2 separate regions of the Mus musculus genome follow, and region 2 is linked to region 1. The links are chromatin contacts, called in public Hi-C maps. All regions are on one chromosome and are shown on one strand. The core of a region is the stretch at or near the end of the contact, and the rest is flanking DNA. Distances in the headings are between cores, read along the strand shown.

Region 1 (2,930 bases), core at 177-2,676:
TGTCAACTTGACACAGCTGGAGTTATAACAGAGAAAGGAGCTTCAGTTGGGGAAATGCCTCCATGAGATCCAACTGTAAGGCATTTTCTCAATTAGTGATCAAGGGGAAAGGTCCCCCTTGTGGGTGGGACCATCTCTGGGCTGGTAGTCTTGGTTCTATAAGAGAGGAGGCTGAGCAAGCCAGGGGAAGCAAGCCAGTAAAGAACATCCCTCCATGGCCTCTGCATCAGCTCCTGCTTTCTGACCTGCTTGAGTTCCAGTCCTAACTTCCTTCAGTGATGAACAGCAATGTGGAAGAGTAAGCTGAATAAATCCTTTCCTCCCCAACTTGCTTCTTGGTCATGATGTTTGTGCAGGAATAGAAACCCTGACTAAGACAGGTGGGGTTCCTCAAAGAATATTAAGAACTTTATTTCTCTTCCTTCCTTGTTTTATGCTACCTGCAATGTAGGTTCAATAGCCATCTTTTGAGAAACCACACAGCCCCTGATGTAGAGAGGTGATTCACTCTAGACGCCACAGACCAAACCTCGGCTGCTCTTACACAAACAAAATATCACTTTGAGTTTTATTAACTATCTGCTATTGTGCATTTTCCTATTGTGTTCAATTAAATCTCATCACATACCATAGAAGCCTGGAATACACCCTGCCTCCTGTAAGAAAGGTCTCCAACTCCCCACACCCATCCTTGGGTACTAACAGCTTCTCAGATAACTTTCTGTCCCAGAAGTTCCAAGCAGATTGCACAACATAGTTAACAAACATTTGAAAGTTGGCAATGTGATAAACAGACATCCAACAAGAAACTCTGAGAAACCAGAGACAATTCTGGTAGAAAAAAGCAAACAGTTGCTATAAGAATGTTTAACATGTGGAGGAGAAAAAAGAAGTTGGGGGAGGACTGGAGGAGTGGAGGGATGAGAAACTGGTTAGGATATAAAAAACAAATAAATTTTTAAAAAGAATGTTTAACACCATTACCATAAAAAAGACATTACAAAAAACATTCAAATATAATACTAAAATAAATAATAATAACAAACAATTACTCATATTTAACTAGCCAGTACTCCTAACAATTAAAGACACAGAGGCTGGGAAGTGGCTCAGTAGGCAGAACTCATATAGAAGCCAGGCACCATAGCACAGTACTTAAACTAATATCCGACTCCATTGTCTCTTCCAATCACACTACCAAGATATGCTAGTGTTTTCTGCCAAAGTAAATTATTTCAAAATTCATAACAACCTACCAAAACTACCAGTAAAACTACCAGTTTTGAGACCAGAAGACTAACTTGGGGGCCTTGCTATTGTCAGCGCTCAAAAGTGAGCAATGTGCTAGATAAGCAATCACCAACTGTGGTTGCAAAATTCAAGTTTATCTAAGGGGAAAACGAAGTCATGAGACACTTCATGGCAATGTGCTTTGCTGTTATTAATTAAGTGATTACTTCATGCCACGTCTCACTGTCAACTTTCTAAATGCCATACAAACAGAAACAAGCTTTAACTGAAGAGACAGGAATGAAGTGCCTTCTGTCTCTGATGGTTAATTTTATAACACTTTCCGCTGCATTTCCTCCAGACAGGAAGGACAAAAATGAGGAGAACAACCAACTGGCCCAGGTAGGATTTCAATGAATGCTAAAAGCAACAAGCAATAAAATGTGCCTTTTATAGCTTCTCTCGGGACTTTCCAAGACAGCACATTCCTGCAGAGTCTCAGAGTATCTCAGAAGAATGAGGTCCTTTCCATGTGTCTAACTCTAAGGTTAAATTGCATAAGTTTGCAAAATAGAGCATCATCTCTGATGTCTCCTAGAATTTCAAGAGCATAAGATGAAAGGAACAGTAAGAATATAAGCCAAGTGGCTGCCCTTAGTTGTATGGGTGTGTGATTTGGCTAATTCTAGTCACTCATAAACCTTTGCTCTCCTGTAGTCTGTGTCCTTTACATCTTTCCTGACAGGCATATCTCAACCAGTTCTACTCTCTTGAAATAGAAGGGAGTCATTTTGTCCAAAGCAAGAACAGGAGTCTCTTTGATGGAAAACTTCGGGAAATGCAGGCATTTTTCGGATTGACAGTGACTGGAAAACTGGATTCAGACACACTTGCGATCATGAAAGTGCCCAGGTGTGGGGTACCAGATGTGGGGCAATATGGCTACACACTCCCTGGGTGGAGAAAATACAGCCTTACATACAGGTAATGTTTCTACCAACTTTGGTTAACTAACCCAAATAAGTAATCTCCAAGAAGCAACCACAGTGATGGCTTATCTAACTGACACTTTCGAAAGTGCATGCCACTTTGTGGGTTCTATGTATCTCATCCCCTCATTAGACCTATGCTGTGGGCAGTATGACAACCACACGGAAACTAAATCGAAAGGCTATCGCCTGTAGCTAGTGCTACAGAGTTGGCTCAGGCAGATAGGTTCCAATCTCTAGGCTCCCTTCTCCCCTGTGAGCTCAGAATAGGCAGCACCACCATCTGCTACAATGCCCTGGAGGCATGGTGAGGTGTGCAGAAAGAAGGGAAGGGTGTGAGTGTGGGGGAGGAGGAACACGTTCATTCGTGCATCCACGCATGTGCTCATGTAGAGGGGTGGTTGAGGGTGTGTGTGTGTGTGTGTGTGTGTGTGTGTGTGTGTGTGTGTGTGTTTTAGAGCTATCAAATCTCAAATCTTAGATGGGTCCCAGTATAACAATGTATACCCTGTGTACTTGGCTATTTAAGGATAAGGAACTACAAGAGATTTAATGAAAAAAGTAAAAAAAAAAAAAAAAAAAAAAAAAAAGTTAGCTAAGAGGTTAAGGAAATGACTCATCAGTAAAGAGCTTGTAGACTCTTGCAAATCAAGTTTGATTCCCAGTACTCACATGACAGCTCACAATCATGTGGCACTCCAGTTCAAAGGG
Region 2 (2,930 bases), core at 131-2,630, 320 kb before region 1:
CCTCAATTTTTAAAGGCTGTTTAAAAGTGGTGTTGCATTGCTTCTGTTATCATTGTGTTTGCACACTGTAAACTAAACATCATTCGTTGTGCACAGTTTCAGTCTGAGTGCTCATTTAAAAAGTCTGTAGTGTTTTTTACTCTCTGGAGAAGGGTAGATGACCAGTAGCTTTATAGAAACAAACTGAGAGTGTGCCATGTAAGATAAGAATTGTGGGACCACAAACCTAGGAACTATAAAATCTAAGAGAAAAATCTAGTGATCCTTCCAGCTTTTCAAAGAGTCTATGGTCTTATTGATAAATTGATCTTTTAACAATCAGACATGTATGTATGCATGCCTGTATGCATGTGTGCCATATGTATGCCTGGCACCCATGGAAACAAGAAGTGGGCTTTGAATCTCCTAAAACTGGAATTATGGATGTTTGTAAGCCACCATATGGGTGGCAGAAGTCAAACTAGAGTCCTATGCAAGAGCAAGGAGTACTCCTAACCACTAGGCCATCTCTCCAGGCACATCAGTACATTTTTTTAATGATACATAGCTTGTGATACATTGTTGTAGTGACCCTAGTAAACGAGTATCATTATTTGTGTACAAAATATCACCCATTTCCTGTAAGCTTTTGTACAATCAAGGCAAAACACACTACAGAAGGCATGAATTCAATATGCTAAATCCAAAGTTAAAGGGAATGATACTGTGTGAACTAGACTAGTTCAGCCTTGCTACAACTGAGTCCCAGGTCCCACTGTGCATGTGCTCCTAAAGCTACTCAAGAATGTGTGGGTTTCAATGCAGCTCTATCCCTTTTTTCTGCAGCAGACAATTCATGCAACAATTATAACATTGCTTGATTTTTACTTGGCAAAGTCAGTTCTTCTTTATTCTCAGTAACTTATTTTTTGTTGTTTTTTTGTTTTTGTTTTTTCGAGACAGGGTTTCTCTGTGTAGCCCTGACTGTCCTGGAACTCACTTTGTAGACCAGGCTGGCCTCGAACTCAGAAATCCGCCTGCCTCTGCCTCCCGAGTGCTGGGATTGCCACCATGCCCAGCTTTATTCTCAGTAACTTTTAAGTGCAGTAGTGAACGTGGGCCCCAGTTTATGACCTACTTCTTGTTTATAAGGAGGAATCCAAATGAGCTAAGATATATCAATGTTTGGTTGCTTTTGGATAATTATTAAAATAAGCTCACACACACTGTCAGACACTCCCAAGAACACAGGAAGCAGCTCCCAAGCGTTCTCAAGCCTTCTCTGAGAACTAGGTTCTCCATTACTTCCTTCTGGATGAGCTCATCGGAACAGAGCTGTCTTCATGCGGTCCTGGTTCTGTTTTGCTTTTCTGGAACAGAGCTCACTTTTCTAGTTCTATTTTCCTTCTTAGAGGATCTGAAAAGTGCTGGGATTGCTTTTTCATAGCCAGCTTCCTTGCAGCTCCAGGGCCACTAAAAATATGAACTATAGAAAGGGTTTTAACCCAGTTTTCTCATGACCTAGTGCAAAGGCATTTAAAAAATAATTTCCTGTTAACTAAGTGTGTGAGCTGAGAACAGGTCAGAAAGAGACCAACAGGAAAAGATGATTTGCATACATCCTTACTGGGAAAAAGAAATCCCAACAATGTGAATCTGGAGGGCTGTGGTCTTACTTCCCAAAATGCTGAAGTAGGAACTGGAAAGCCAGAAAACCACTTCTCATGGTCTGTAATTTGGAGGAGGAGAACCAGACTCAGTGTTTGGACACCTTTGTTCAATTATGCAATAAGCACATTTTGTTTTCAGATTTCTGGGAAAACTAGCATTCCTCCAAAATATATTCAAGATGGATTTATCCCCAAAGGTGACTGGATAAAAGCTGAGAACCTTCATCAAGCTTTATCATAAAAACAAATATCACAGTTACTGAAACATAATACATTTTTTGCCACAGAGTTTGAGACAGAGTTTGAGTTGGAATGCCCTGACTCCCTCTACTTCACCCCTTTGTGTAGTGTCACATTTTAGAATGGATTGGCTGAACCAGTGTCCCCAATATTAGGTCTCCAGGTAACTTTGTTTGTTTGTTTGTTTGTTTGTTATGATTTTTTGAGACAAGCTTTTAGTAGCACAAGCTGGCCTCAAACTCACCCTGTACCTCAAGATCTCTTTGAATTCCAGATCTTTCTGCCTCTACATTGAAAGTTTTGTGAGTTGCTACCACATCTGGCTTATCACAAAGCAATTTTTTAAATGCCATAAAGAAAGGCTCTGTCTCACGGTTCTAATGATAATGTGAATATGTGCTTGCCAGAATGAATGCATTCTGTTTGTGCACCTTATGAATGCAGGTGCCTGTGGAGCCAGAAGAGAGGGTCAGGTGCCCTGGAACATGATCCTTGATATGGTGCTTAGAACCATCTCCTTAGTCCCAGAAAGGAATTTGTGAAGTCTAGATAATCCACCAACTCTCATAGTATTTGTGCTGCACAGACTAGAGAGAGTTTGTGGTATTGGGAAACAAGGTAAATTTAAATCCTGGAAGGCCTAAGGGGAACACACTATTCTATTTTCTTCATTCTCTTTTTTAAGTGGGAAACCTGAACAATTCTTTTGCTTTTTGGATATCTAAAACTATTTGAAATTACCAATATTGGTCATATTTGATACACATGAAAATGGTAGTTTCCTATACTTGACCTAGGATGTATGTCACAAAGTACAGACAGTAGCAGAAAGGCAAGCAGGGTCTTCTTGCTGGGTTAAAGAAAGCCCATGGGGTCCTTGGGATACAACGTTCACTAGTGAGATTTACTAGAAGAGGTTCAGTAGAGCAGAGTGGAAGAGCAGAGCTGTGGGCATGTGCCTACTCCAGTGCATCTTTAGGAAAAGGTAATTGAGACCACTCTCAGCTTACAGGGGCTGCACTAACACCAACTCTTCAAACA

Evidence for each region. Hi-C and Micro-C count contacts between places; a contact is called where the count stands out from the background.
Region 2: a contact with region 1 is called in a Hi-C map of bone marrow-derived macrophages, with 17 read pairs. The contact joins the enhancer-like site here to the promoter of Mmp27 in region 1. A contact is called at or near these places in 21 of 39 promoter capture datasets (the 3T3-L1 cell line, 3T3-L1-derived adipocytes, the C10 cell line and 12 more), 2 of 15 datasets of contacts at CTCF or cohesin (CD8 T cells and large pre-B cells), 2 of 484 Hi-C or Micro-C datasets (Th2 cells and bone marrow-derived macrophages), 3 of 115 datasets of contacts at active chromatin or transcription factors (the 230-238 cell line, CD8 T cells and bone marrow-derived dendritic cells) and 3 of 9 other capture datasets (adipose tissue, macrophages and pancreatic islet).

What each region holds. Positions count from the first base shown.
Region 1 is chr9:7,569,970-7,572,899 of GRCm38.p6, forward strand. It overlaps Mmp27 (matrix metallopeptidase 27), which reads left to right and starts at 1,427. Exons shown (of 10, transcript NM_001310717.1): 1 at 1,427-1,632; 2 at 1,976-2,214. The coding sequence starts at 1,489. The region is part of intron 2 of Gm31751 (a long non-coding RNA gene); the gene reads right to left.
Region 2 is chr9:7,249,466-7,252,395 of GRCm38.p6, forward strand. No RefSeq gene overlaps it. Among named protein-coding and RNA genes, the nearest start is that of Gm31639, 4.6 kb to the right of the region's middle. Within about 2 kb of position 1,381, at least 15 of the 459 cell types and tissues checked have an H3K27ac peak or open chromatin away from gene starts, as enhancers often do. A contact at or near this core is called in adipose tissue and bone marrow-derived macrophages, where this site is marked.